4 separate regions of the Mus musculus genome follow, and regions 2, 3 and 4 are each linked to region 1. A link is a contact called in public HiChIP or PLAC-seq and Micro-C data. All regions are on one chromosome and are shown on one strand. The core of a region is the stretch at or near the end of the contact, and the rest is flanking DNA. Distances in the headings are between cores, read along the strand shown.

What was found. HiChIP or PLAC-seq counts read pairs in DNA pulled down with a chosen protein or histone mark. Hi-C and Micro-C count contacts between places; a contact is called where the count stands out from the background.
Region 2: an H3K4me3 HiChIP or PLAC-seq map of stem cell-derived neural progenitor cells shows a contact between it and region 1, with 4 times the contacts expected there. The contact joins two enhancer-like sites. A contact is called at or near these places in 1 of 39 promoter capture datasets (stem cell-derived epiblast-like cells), 1 of 15 datasets of contacts at CTCF or cohesin (pro-B cells) and 7 of 115 datasets of contacts at active chromatin or transcription factors (bone marrow-derived macrophages, embryonic stem cells, oligodendrocyte precursor cells and 1 more).
Region 3: a contact with region 1 is called in a RAD21 HiChIP or PLAC-seq map of pro-B cells, with 5 times the contacts expected there. The contact joins two enhancer-like sites. A contact is called at or near these places in 1 of 15 datasets of contacts at CTCF or cohesin (pro-B cells) and 7 of 115 datasets of contacts at active chromatin or transcription factors (bone marrow-derived macrophages, embryonic stem cells and stem cell-derived neural progenitor cells).
Region 4: a Micro-C map of the HL-1 cell line shows a contact between it and region 1, with 6 times the contacts expected there. The contact joins the promoter of Ptpn12 here to the enhancer-like site in region 1. A contact is called at or near these places in 4 of 484 Hi-C or Micro-C datasets (the HL-1 cell line, embryonic stem cells and uterus) and 2 of 9 other capture datasets (adipose tissue and pancreatic islet).

Annotation. Positions count from the first base shown.
Region 1 is chr5:20,700,756-20,703,782 of GRCm38.p6, forward strand. Magi2 (membrane associated guanylate kinase, WW and PDZ domain containing 2) reads left to right here. Exons shown (of 23, transcript NM_001170746.1): 23 at 1,315-3,027. The coding sequence ends at 1,371. Among named protein-coding and RNA genes, the nearest start is that of Gm52763, 21 kb to the left of the region's middle. Within about 2 kb of position 1,621, at least 415 of the 459 cell types and tissues checked have an H3K27ac peak or open chromatin away from gene starts, as enhancers often do. A contact at or near this core is called in the HL-1 cell line, adipose tissue, embryonic stem cells and 5 more, where this site is marked.
Region 2 is chr5:20,195,474-20,198,500 of GRCm38.p6, forward strand. The region is part of intron 4 of Magi2 (membrane associated guanylate kinase, WW and PDZ domain containing 2); the gene reads left to right. Among named protein-coding and RNA genes, the nearest start is that of Gm25761, 83 kb to the left of the region's middle. Within about 2 kb of position 1,523, at least 46 of the 459 cell types and tissues checked have an H3K27ac peak or open chromatin away from gene starts, as enhancers often do. A contact at or near this core is called in oligodendrocyte precursor cells and stem cell-derived neural progenitor cells, where this site is marked.
Region 3 is chr5:20,331,177-20,334,203 of GRCm38.p6, forward strand. The region is part of intron 6 of Magi2 (membrane associated guanylate kinase, WW and PDZ domain containing 2); the gene reads left to right. Among named protein-coding and RNA genes, the nearest start is that of Gm52764, 210 kb to the right of the region's middle. Within about 2 kb of position 1,590, at least 48 of the 459 cell types and tissues checked have an H3K27ac peak or open chromatin away from gene starts, as enhancers often do. A contact at or near this core is called in pro-B cells, where this site is marked.
Region 4 is chr5:21,054,393-21,057,419 of GRCm38.p6, forward strand. Ptpn12 (protein tyrosine phosphatase, non-receptor type 12) reads right to left here and starts at 1,519. Exons shown (of 18, transcript NM_011203.3): 1 at 1,257-1,519. The coding sequence starts at 1,355. It overlaps Gm42221 (a long non-coding RNA gene), which reads left to right and starts at 1,675. Exons shown (of 4, transcript XR_880864.3): 1 at 1,675-2,079.

The sequences.
Region 1 (3,027 bases), core at 371-2,870:
ATTCATGGACATCAGTTTATGGAGAGAAGGAAGATAAGGCTGTACTCAGAGTGACCTATTCAGATCTCACAGCAAAGGACAAAGTGTGTGCAACTACTCTGATAGTTTAAAGGTGGCCAGAACTGTTGGGGAAGAGAGCAACTCCACTGTCCTCTTCCTGTCCTCGTCTAAGTCACCATCAGAAGAAGTACCATATACACATCTCAACTTTAAAACAAAGCAGGCTCCTGGTATTCATGAGCTGGGCGGACTCAAGATCACTAACCTTACCACCTACTAGTGGAAAAGAATCAACAGCCACCCAGAACTCAATATAAATGTGGCTTCTTTGTGTCCCACTCATATACTAATTCCTTAGAGAAAATAACATTCTGAGAATTATAAAACTTAAGATCTTTTCAAAGGTCATGAGACATTTTCCTCACAAATATCAAGGGTTCCTGTATTGAATTTCCCTGCTTGATTTTGCCTTGGGGTAAGAAAATTCCAGGGAAATGTTATTGCTGGTGGTCATAACTAACTCACTGAATCCAACACATCTGCCCCCTACTTGGTTTCCGGCCAGTGTTTTGTTTTATGTTATATATACTTTTTTGGAAAGTCAACATAGTTGCTTGGAAGGCAACAGAGTAAATCCTCAATGGCCTTAAAGCTAGGCTTTCTAGAATCAGTCCCGTTTATCTTAGTCTAGGAGCCATCCATGTTAAAACTACAAAAAAAAAAAAAAAAAAAAATCAAAGACAATGATTTTCTTTTCGGGCAAGAAAGCAATGATAGTTTTCAGATGAATCAATCCAAATCCCAAGGTTATTAGGCAATTGCTGAGAACTATGCTTTGAGCGACACCTAACGGCTGAGAAAATCACACACCCAACTCCTTTGAGGAGGACTCAGATCCATCCCAAGAATCGCAGAAGGCCTGCTAAAAACAGAGGAGCACCTGGTCTCTATACTGCTGGGACCTGCTGGGCTGGGTCGCTGGGCAACTTGTATTTCCACAGTGAGGTCTGAGAACCGGTGATTTATTGCCAAGTCAGTGGCCATGCTAGGCGTGACCCCAGAAATTAAGAGCAGACTGAGGCAAAGGGATTAGGCCCGAGCTGTGCCTTGAACTCTTGAGCGATGGCTGCCCGGGACGGGTGGGGGACGGAACCCCGGGGTGCGGCTGGCTGCCCTCTGGGCAGTTGAGGGATGTGGCGGGGCCCTTGAGAGCAGCCGCCTGGCTGCCAGCCCGGGTCCCCGGCATGGGGGTGGGGGAGTTAGCTGGAGCGCGGGGACGCGGCGCGCCCTAACGCCTGTGCTTCCTGTCCACAGACGAACCCCACGCCTGGAGTGCTGCCGCTGCCGCCGCCCCAGGCCTGCCGGAAGTAGGCGTCTCCCTCGAAGACATCCTCTCTCCATTCTCTCCATCACATCCAGCCCCACCCTCCGACCCTTCCCACCAGATAGGCCCAGACCCAACTTGGGATATCCAAAGGGAACACGACGTTAGGAAACCAAAGGAGCTTTCGGCCGGCGGCCAGAAGAAGCAGCGCCTGGGGGAGCAGAGGGAGCGCTCGGCGAGCCCGCAGCGCAGTGCGCGGCCCAGGCTGGAGGAGGTGCCCGGCGGCCAGGGGCGGCCCGAGGCCGGCAGGCCCGCCTCGGAGGCGGCCGACGGGAAGGAGGCGCTGCGCGGCCGGCGTGAGGGCCTCGGGGCCGCGGGCGCGCGGGAGGCCGAGGCCAAGGTGGGTGTGCGCTCGGGGGCCCGACCCGCAGCGCGGCCCACGGGGGGCGGCCCAGCGCGCAAGGCGACGATGGCGCCGGGGCCCTGGAAGGTGCCGGGCTCCGACAAGCTGCCGGGCGCCCTGCAGCCTGGCGCCTCGGCCGCGGGCAGATGAGCCCCAAGGCGAGGGGCCCCCGCCCGCCTCCACGCAGGCCGATCTTCCTGGGTTCCGTCTCACGGCGTTTTAATTTATTTCCACTGTCACACGCATAGATCTATACGAGGCGCCGAAGCCCGGGAGCGCCGGCGTGCGACGCGCGTAGGCGGCACGGCACGGTGTGCGCGCAGGCAGACCTAAACTGATCCTAAAGCCCCCGGTTCCATGGTGGGAGCTTTGGCAGCTACGGAAGAACCAAAATCACGCAAACATCACAGAGAGACAGTGCAGTGTAGCTTTAGATTCAAAAAGAGAAAAAGAAAAAAGTTCCCCCCACTGCATGAAGGATTTGGATGTCATCCAAACTTTATATCAAGAAACTGGACAAGTTCAGAGCAATCACAAACTGGAATATCGCCTTAAAAAAAAATCAAACTGCACGGAGCAAGCGGAAACTGAGACAAGATTATATCTTTTAATTGATCTAAAGTGTTGTAAATAAATCGTTCTTGACATATCTAGACAGGGGATAAAGGGTTTCTTTGAAACATCCAGAACTGTTCTCCCATGCTACGTTTCCATGGCTCCCCCTTCAGCATCCACCAACGGTATTAGCAGCAGCGTCCCCTGCCTACTGCAGGATGAGTTAGAAACCTAGTGAATTCATTGGTGTGATGCCTTTTTTACTGCCATTTCTGTGGTCAAGTCACATTTCTGTACATTTTCAGTAGTAGGGAAAAAAGGTTTTAAAAATTGTATCCTAGGGAGCAGTTTGCCGTAAGTCAGAATTTTGCAGGTTAGCTCGTAGATCCTAATTGGTTGCCTCTAAAATAATGAGTTTGATAATCAAAAGACCATAATCTGTTTAATCGAGATTGACAACGCTGCAGTTCCTTCCTGAAAAGGCTTCCTGTCATCCCAGGCACTCAGAGATACGTAGCTGCTCTGTTAGCAATCTTCTATTTTACCTATTTGATTGTCTTATTTTAAAGCTCTTCATTTGCACTTTGACAAAGTATTTGTCCTATATTTCTCAAATTAGAATCTCTAATATTGAAAGCATTATGATAACTAATTTATTTTCATTAAAGAACATAAGTCCTTTGGCATTCCTTTCTGCTTTCCTTATTTGATCTCCTTTTTGTTTCCACCTGTAGCTTTTCGCCTC
Region 2 (3,027 bases), core at 273-2,772, 510 kb before region 1:
CACTTAATTTAGAGATAAGTGATTTGGCTAGCCTTGCTGGTCAGAGAGCCCCACCAAGCCTGCCTGTCTCTAGTACCCCAAGGATGGAGGTTGCAGGTGCATGCTACCATGACCAGCTTTCCAAGGATGCTGGGGAACCCAACTCAGGTCCTTCTGCTTCAACAGCAACCAGTTTATTTACCTACCATTTTCTAGTATTTTATAAGATAAAGTTTATTGTTCTAAGTTTGAGAATGTGTGTGTGTGTGTGTGTGTTTGCATGTACATTCAGCTACATATGCACAATTATTTTTACAAAGAGAAGATTGTGATATCACATAGAATAGTAAAGACATGATTCTTTGTTACTTTTGGTTTCTTGAGGTACAGGGAATACTCGTGCAAGCTAGGCAAGGACACTCCCCCCCCCCCCCCCAGCTACATTCTCATTCCTTAGAATATAATTCCCATACTCAAATTATAGTTCTAATTTTGGCGTGTTTATTTAAAAATCCTAAATTTGTGAAGAAAATATCATTTGTTTGTTAAAGTTTCTAAGCATCCAAATTGGGCTTTTTGTTTATAGACCTACAGAATGGAATTTTAAGATGTGGACTATATTTTACCCACATTACATCCTGAGCTCTGCTTTATTCATCTCCCCCAGTCCTTCTTAATACAATCAAGTTGACCGTCAAAACCATCATTACAACACCTATCTTTAAATGCTTCACGTTCTTAGCTCTGGGTTTACTCAGGTACAACAGCCATCTACAGACAGGCAAACCAAATGTGCACTGCCTTGACTGTAAGTCTCTTTAACAACAGCATTTTCCAAATTTAAACCTATACTGTTATTGTTTCTTTGTTTTGTTCATTGTTTGTTTGGATTTTGAGCAGATATCACTATGTAGCCCAGACTGGTCTGGAACTCACTGTGAGTCCCAGAAGAGCTTCAACGCCCAAGGGCACTTGTCTCAACTGCCTAAGGCTAGGTTCTAGATGTGGGCCACTATGCCTGGCTGTCTTCCAGTCTTTTATAAAATAAAGAAAAGTACACAAAGGTATATTTTAAAATACATATTTTTTAGAGTTGAAAGCACCTAATCACTCAAACTTTGAAAATGCCAAAATAAATAGATGGTTAATAGGCAAGCTTTGCGGTGTTGGAATCTTCAGAAAAGTGAATTCCTGTAAACGTTAGTAGTTGGATTTCTTGGACTTCTTTTCTCACATAAGTTACCTGCTATAGTGATTCACTATTATCTGCTAGCTTCCTCTCATCAGCTATGAGTAAGTCCAGTGCAAAGAATTAGAAATGCACATAGATTTTAAAGGCAGTGCAGGCTCTCTGTTAACACACACACACAATGCCCGGAGGAGCAGCCCATGAGAGCGTCCCAACAAAGGGAATACAGTATGTGGGCACAGAGCTGCCTTTTCCAGGCTCCCAAGGCTGCAATTAGTGCAGATGAACTGCATCTCCCAGAGAGCAAACAGAGTGTCCCTTATGTGATCTCTGAGTGTCCTCAGCAATGATCTCAGTTCACCGTTGGGGACCTGCATCCCAGGGCTCTGCTGCTTGGCAAGCTGGCTGTACATGCACCATCAGTCCTGGGGCTGTGAATGAGACCCTGTCAGTCTCTGAAGAATAATGTCCTCCGTAGTGAATCTCGCTGTTTTCCTGGGAAGAATGCCCCACTCTGAAACTGCCACAGTGCCTTTCCCCTGCTTATTTTTATGTGAGTTCACAGAGGCTGTGGTTTGTGTATGCACTCAGATCTTTCTCTGTTTTTTTTCCCTTTTGTTTTGGTTTCCTGACATGACTTAATTTTATGGTTTGTTCCCAAATGCTACACTTGGTTTTCTCTCCCTGTTGTCTGTCGGGGTTGGGGGAGGGAAGTGGGTAAAATTCTTGGACTATACCAAACTATAAAAGACATTTATAAAGGACATTGATAAAGGATCATTTGTAAAGGACATTCTATCTTTAAAAGATTACATGAAAGTTCAAACTCCCCTAAGATAAAGTACTTAGGTATCCAGATGTGTCCGCAAATCAACAAGAGAGCCACTTCAGACTTGGTTCTGAACCACAGCAGTGAGCGCTCACACACTGTAAGCACGTGGAACTGTGGCAGCCTTCCGAAGCATCCTTTCATATCAGCGCAGACTCACTATTCAATCAATGTGAAAGCAACGCCTGTATGAGACCTCTTCTGGCACTCACATGGATTTGGGGTTTTCAAGAACTTTCCTCAGCTTCTGTGAAGTGTTGTTGGACTTCTGGGCGGTGTGGTATGGGGAAAGGGGGGCAGGGGTTGATGCGATTTGTATACGAGAGAGATCTGATATGGTGAGTGGTGAATGCAAACAAGAAGAGCAGCAGAGTTGCTCAGAGTTTAAACTGTTGACAAACCAGAGGCATCTGCTCTCTCCACACTGGTGTTTACCTGTCTGCCTAGGTTTCTTGTGCTTACTGACTCTTGGAGCGACTCCCACCTGCCTTGTCATCAACAGTGGCTCTACACACTCAGAGCTAAGTGTTGACCTTTCTCTATGAAGAGGGGCTTCTCTAGATAAGGCTTACCTAAGCACTAGCCCCATGGCTGGGGGCAGCACCATGCCTTTTTCTTACCTTTCTTCTTGTCCTTAACAAAAAAATACCTTGATTCAATTTTGACCTTAAAGAAGAGCCCTTCATATTATCAAAGTACAGACTGAATAAAGACCCTCCATCTCTGTCTCAAAAGAGCCCTTTGAGACATCAGGGCTATGGTCATAACATAATCAGAACAAATAACACTGTTCTGATTTTCCCAAAAATTTTAAAGGCAAGCTTTAAGATGTGTTACAAATGTAAATCTTGTCTTATTTCATATCTTGCTATGGCTCTTGAATGTTTCCAATATATGTATTAATTATTATCACCTTGAAGTTTGTTGAGGATTCGGGGGACTTGTTCCTGTGTGACAAATGTCTTTAAGATTAATTGCATTCCTAAAATCACAAAGCACACATGACTTCACAGCCACAAGGACTATTATT
Region 3 (3,027 bases), core at 340-2,839, 370 kb before region 1:
TGTTTGTTTATTTATTTATTTATTTATTTATTTATTTATTTTGGGTTTTTTGAGACAGGGTTTCTCTGTACAGCTCTGGCTGTCCTGAAACTCACTCTGCAGACCAGGCTGGCCTCAAGCTCAGATCTTAGGAATATTAAGAAAGGGCCTACCTGAATGCTAAAGGGATCCCACCACCCCTTGCCAAAAGCTTAAATGAAAACAAAAAAAAAATCATTATTTCATTAAGCAAACAATTTCTCCTTGAAGCATTGTTGAAGGGATCAGATCAAATGATTCCCACCAAGCCTTCATACGTAGTAGCCAGTGCCTGAGACACAGTGCCAATATATTCCACAAACTACCACTTACTTTACTACTTTATGTTGGGAGCTAATGAAGGGAGGCAGTAATGGGGTGCACAGACTCAGGAGGAGGGCATGTGGGACAAGTTGTGATAAGAACATATAATTACTTGTCAAAGTTAAATGTCATTTTCTTTTTCAACAGACACCTCTCAGTAAGAGGTACCTTTCTGTAATGTGCCCACCCTCCATTCTGGGCCTTCTACAAATGCTAAACTTCGTCTGAACATCTACAAACATTTTGTCAAACGTACTCCAGCGTATTCACTCCTAAGCCCACAGTGAACCTCAAACAGAGGAAACGAAACCCCTAGCTCTTTCCATGGTACTTGGTCAATATTGAGTAAATGAAAATACATATTATAAGGTTCAAGTGATGAACTATCAGTAAATAAAATAAAAGGCAATGTTCCATGTCTTTCTTCACACTGATTTATATAAAATATGATAAGAGAGATGGCAATAATGTCCAAAAAACTCCATTTTTATGACTTTCTTCAGTATCATTCATGTAGTTATTAGAAACAAAGCAGTCACCTTCATTTAGAATAAATTGTATGACTAGTGAGAATTTAAATATTACCTTTAAATAATCTTGAGAGACTGGGTTCTGCCTCAATGAAAGGATATTTTGTCGAGGTCTCATCAGAGAAGAGTATCTTTGAAAGTAAATACTATGGCAGTGTTTGCAAAGTTAAACCTAGAAAGCTAAAGTCTTTCATATTGTTATTACTGAATACATAGATTTGTAAAACATTATAAAGCATAATATTATTATTATTATTATGGCTTTAATGGTACACGATACCCTCATTAGGAAAAAATCCCTAAGCCTGTGTTGCTAAAAGCACTGTAACGAAACCTTTCCAGCCCTCATGAAACATGTCCTTCAGACATGCGCTGTTCTAGTAGCTCTACCTTAGGTCAAGGAGCAGGACCAGTTGAATAGGATACTGTCCTTATCAGATATTCCACTTCCCATCTTCTACAACCCAACACTCTTAGAAACAGCTGACCTGTGGGGTCTCAAAACCATAATAATACCTAACTAAACACAATCAATCCAAAAAACAAAAAACAAAAAAACTGGCAACTAAGAACATCACAGAAGGCATATTCTTTGCGGTGCCTAAACAGCTGAGGTTGCCCTTCAGAAAAGGCTGTCACAGTCTACATTCTCCGTGGTGTCTCTGAGGTACCCACTTCCTTTAACAGAAGCACACAATGGGAGATTCTAGAAAAACAAGGTAGGAGGTGCTGCTTGTCTTCAGTTTCCTCACCATCAGAGAGACAGGAAGCAGATGGTCAAAGCCCAGAGCTCAACAGTGGCTCCATTAATGGTGTATGACTCTGTTTCCAGAGCATCACTTCCGGTCTGTCTTACTGCCCCTGGGCTACTGAGTTTTCTACTCCTCACCATAGACCCTTCAATCACGGTGTATTTAAAACTTTTTTATTTGTATCTCCACTAGGTTGCCCAGCAAAATCTTTTAATGGCATTAGTGCTATAAAGTTTGCCACATAGATTTTTATCAGATTTGGGGTTTTTTAGAGTATTATTTTGAGCAACTACTTAGCAAAGTTAGATTTCTTTTTTTAAATCACTGAAAGCTTTTCTAGTGTGGTGGCTCATGTTTATAATCTGAGCCTGGGAGGCAAAAGCAGACCGATTGTAGTCTCAGATGTAGTCAAGATCAGCCTTGATTGGGTAGTGGCACCCTCTCTCAAAACAAAGAAAAAAATGAGGCTAAGAGAAAAATATCATTTGGTCAAACTAAAGGGTGATTTCCCTAGAGAAAATATCAACATTGTCTTGTTTTATTGTGGCTTAAGTTGTAGTATAACGTCTCAATGTATAACCCAAGTTGGTCTCATAACTTTCCTACTTCCACTTCTCAAATGCTAGTATAATTCTATCTGGCTTTGTTATTATCTTATTATATAATATATGTGTTACTAGTGTGAATATATGGATGTGTGTGTGTGTACATGCATATATATACTTATCTAGATATTCATATTAATGAGTCAGCCAAGTAAGGCAGACACTGTCTTTGTAGCTTTATGTCATGCAGAATAACGAAGCTAATGCTCACCTAGGAAACCTAACATTCAAATATTTGTTTGACACCAAAGCATATAATATTTGTGTCAAATATACTGACTTGAACACTTGGCTTTTATTTAATGTTAATGTGACTGGGTTGCTATTTGCTCAGATGTAGAAAAATATTATTTTAATTTATATATCTAATCTTATCTTGCTTTGCAGTCTTCATTACTATTGATGGAGTATGTGAAGAATCTAGTGTGGCTTTAAAGATTGAAACAGGATTAGAGTGGCATCTTTAGCTCCTATTCTCTATCCGACTTTCTCCACTGAGGCTTCTGTCTCCCCTTCCCTTAACCATGTTGTCAAGTAGTAAGAATGGATCTCCCTGGATCATGAGGATGGGTCTGTGCTAGGCTTCTACCTCTGCCTTTTGCCCTATGCTGGTAGGCTGCAACATGACTTATGCTTGGTCCTTTGTACACGTTACCATTAGCCTCCTGCTGTAAGGACGCCACAACCTAGATTCTCTTTCCTAGGTCTTTGTACCTCTAAGCCTTACTCTCAGAAAAGCACAAGGATGACACACATTGCTTCCTGTGTCTCTGTCTTTACAGACCCCACCTAAACAGT
Region 4 (3,027 bases), core at 269-2,768, 350 kb after region 1:
CAAATTTCAGATGAACTGATTATTCTTAGAAGTGCACCTTGTCCAGAGCAAAATTTTCCCTAGTTCATTTGCTATTCCCAACCCCCGCTAAAGAGCGAAGGACTTCCCAAAGTCCCATTTCCTTTTCCATTCCCCAGACCTCCAGGGTTTACAACGCCCCAGTCTTGCGCAACATCCGTAGGAGCAGCAGCCGCAACCACCGCCTCCAAAGCCGGGAAACAACCCTAGAGGGAACATTGTCCAACAGAAAAATAAAAGGAGCGAGGAGGGGGTAATGTAGGAAGTCAGCTTCTGGTCCCACGCCTTCGGAATTGATACCCTCTCTCCAATTATGCACCTAGAGAAATTTCACATACTAGACTTTTAACCCCCACCTCCACTCACTCAAGCCTGCCTACACAAGCAGAGGGCGGAAAGGGGGGTGGCGGAAAAGGGGGGACGGGAAGGTTATCTCCCAGGGCTTCAGCCCATATAGTCGCCTCCACCCTACCATGACTATTGTTCCCAGCTTCCCCACCCCCACCCCGGATAGGAAGTGATAGTCACATCCCCTCCGGCTTCGGCAATATCCCCTCAAGTCCGGAGTGAGCTTCCTTCAGGATAACCCCCATCCACACTGATATCCCCCTCCCTTTTCGATCTAAAGTCACACTGGCCTCACAGCCACCTCAAACCTGGGTCTCAGGACGAAAAGAAACCTGACCAGATAAATGGAGATCAGGTAAACCATGAGATTCCTTATGGTCAAGCCTCTGGCAAGCGCTGAGCTAATAACTGTGAACCCAGACACGGAGTCGTCCTGCCGTCCACTCGGACCAAGGCCGGCATCCGTACAGGGACCCAGCGAGTTAATGCTCTACACCCTCGCTCTCCGGCAGCCTCGAGCCGCTCCGCTGGCCGCAGCCAGACAGCTCGCCTCGACCCTCCCCGGAGGGGCAGGCGGGGAAGGCAGGCGTGGGAAGGCGAGCCCGCACTCCAGCCGCCGCCGCCCGGCCGGGGAGACAATAGGTAGTCGCGGGCGGCGGGGCCGGAGCGGGCTGGGCCGGGGAGCGCAGGTAGCGGCCGCGGAAAAGAGAGGCTGAGGGGCGGGGGTGACCTCGCCTCCCGCAAGCTCGCCGACGGCGCTCGCGGCTGGGCGCGCGCCCCGCGCCTGTCCTCGCACCGCACACAAAGCGCTGGCAGCCCCGACCGACCGGGAGAGGCGAGGGGAGCTCGGCGGCTGGCGACACGAGGCGCCGGCGAGAACGGACACTCACCATGAAGTCCCGGGCGAAGTTGTCCTCCCCATTGTGATCCGGACTCTTCATGGCCTGGACCCTCTGGATGAACCTCCTCAGGATCTCCACTTGCTCCATCCTCCCGCGTCCCCCCCGCCGCCCGCCCGCGCGCCGCAGCGCCCGCTCCGTCTTCCCCAGCTCGCTCCGGCCCGCCCTCCCTCCCCGCCGCGCCAGGCGGCTGCGGCTGCGGCGGCACCGGCCGGGCTCCCCGCGCAACTTAAAGAGCAGCGTCGCTTTCCCCTACTACGAGGCGAGCCGCGGGCTAGCGCCGGCCCCAACCCCCAGCCTGCCCCATCCTCCTTCCCCGCCCTCCTCAGTCCGAGACGCCGCCGCCTCAGGAACACGGCTCTCAGTTCGCCCTGCCCCCTTCCCGGTTCTGCCTCCCCCCCCACCCCCCACCAGCAGCCGCAGCCGCCTCTCCCCACGGGCGCGCCCCCGCCGCCACCCAGACGCGCGGGCTCGTACGGCGGCCCCGCCCCAGAGCGAAGACCCAGCCGCCCCCGCACGCCCGCCCGGGCCCGCCCCCGCCCGCTCTGAGTGGCTGGAAGCCGCTTCCGGGGCGTGGCCCTCTCCTAGGGCGCTCGCCGCTCGCTGCGGTGAGGCTGGCTTCTGGTGGACGTCCTACGTCTGGAAGCCCGGCCAAGCCCAGTGGGTCAGACAGTAAACTTCAGATGGGGCTTGCGGCCTCCGGGTTTGGCGGGGAGGGAAAGCTGATTCCAAAAGTGCTTCAGCGCTACTGCCGGCCGCGGGCTGGGACTACAAGACCCGCCTGCAGGAGTGCCCGGAGCAGGGTGGGACAGAGGTATGCTGGGAACTGTAGTAGAGCCTTCACCTTCGCTTTACGAATGCCTTGGTGAGGGTCTCCCAAGGCTTTGGCACTTTGGCTAGGAGAAGCCAATAGTTTCCAGAGTGAAAGGGTTTACTCTTCGCAATCTTTCTAATCCCAGTGAGGGAAAGCTCTTAATTCGTAATGCATCTTTCTCATTGCACCTTTTTTTGCCAAGAGGAAGACAATATTGCTTCCTATCTTTAAATTCTCACGGTTTCAGAGTTGAATGGGTGACATTCTTTCGTAGAATAGAATTTGTGACTCTTAGCAGACAGAGAGCGTGCTGATGCAATCTGTCCTTTCATAAATAGAAATGATTTGTCCAAAGTTCACCCCCCCAACATGTTCATGTGGAGTCAGAACTAAAACGCAGGTTCTTTTACTTTGACTCTAACTTTTACTTTTTCTCGAAAGGACGAGAGTTTGTAGTAGTACACAGTTGCACAACTGAGGGATTTGATCCATGGACTGACTTTGGTCACCTACACCCACAAACAAAAAACATGTTTTCACAGAACAGGCTGCCAGGAAATATGCTTAAGATAGGAAATATCAATGCAGGAAACATTTCCTAAACCGATATTTGGCCGCACTGTGAAATTTAATTAAAAAGAAAATCGAAGACAACACATGTGAGTAGCAATATACAGTTACACTTTAAAATAAAATACAGGAAATAATGCATCTGATATGTACCAACTCACTTCTCTCAAAGCATTTCAAGAGATGCTTTCCATACTAAAATAAACTTTTGAAAGGAGTGTCTGTAGTAATTTAACCCACTACACAGGCTAAATTTCACTGAATGTAAGCAAAAGATTCAGGCTCGATGGGGACAAATAGGTAAATGGCAGAAATGCTTTAACTTTTATTTATGTCTCTATATTTTGGGTTCTCTCAGCCAGGGTCTCACTCAGTAAC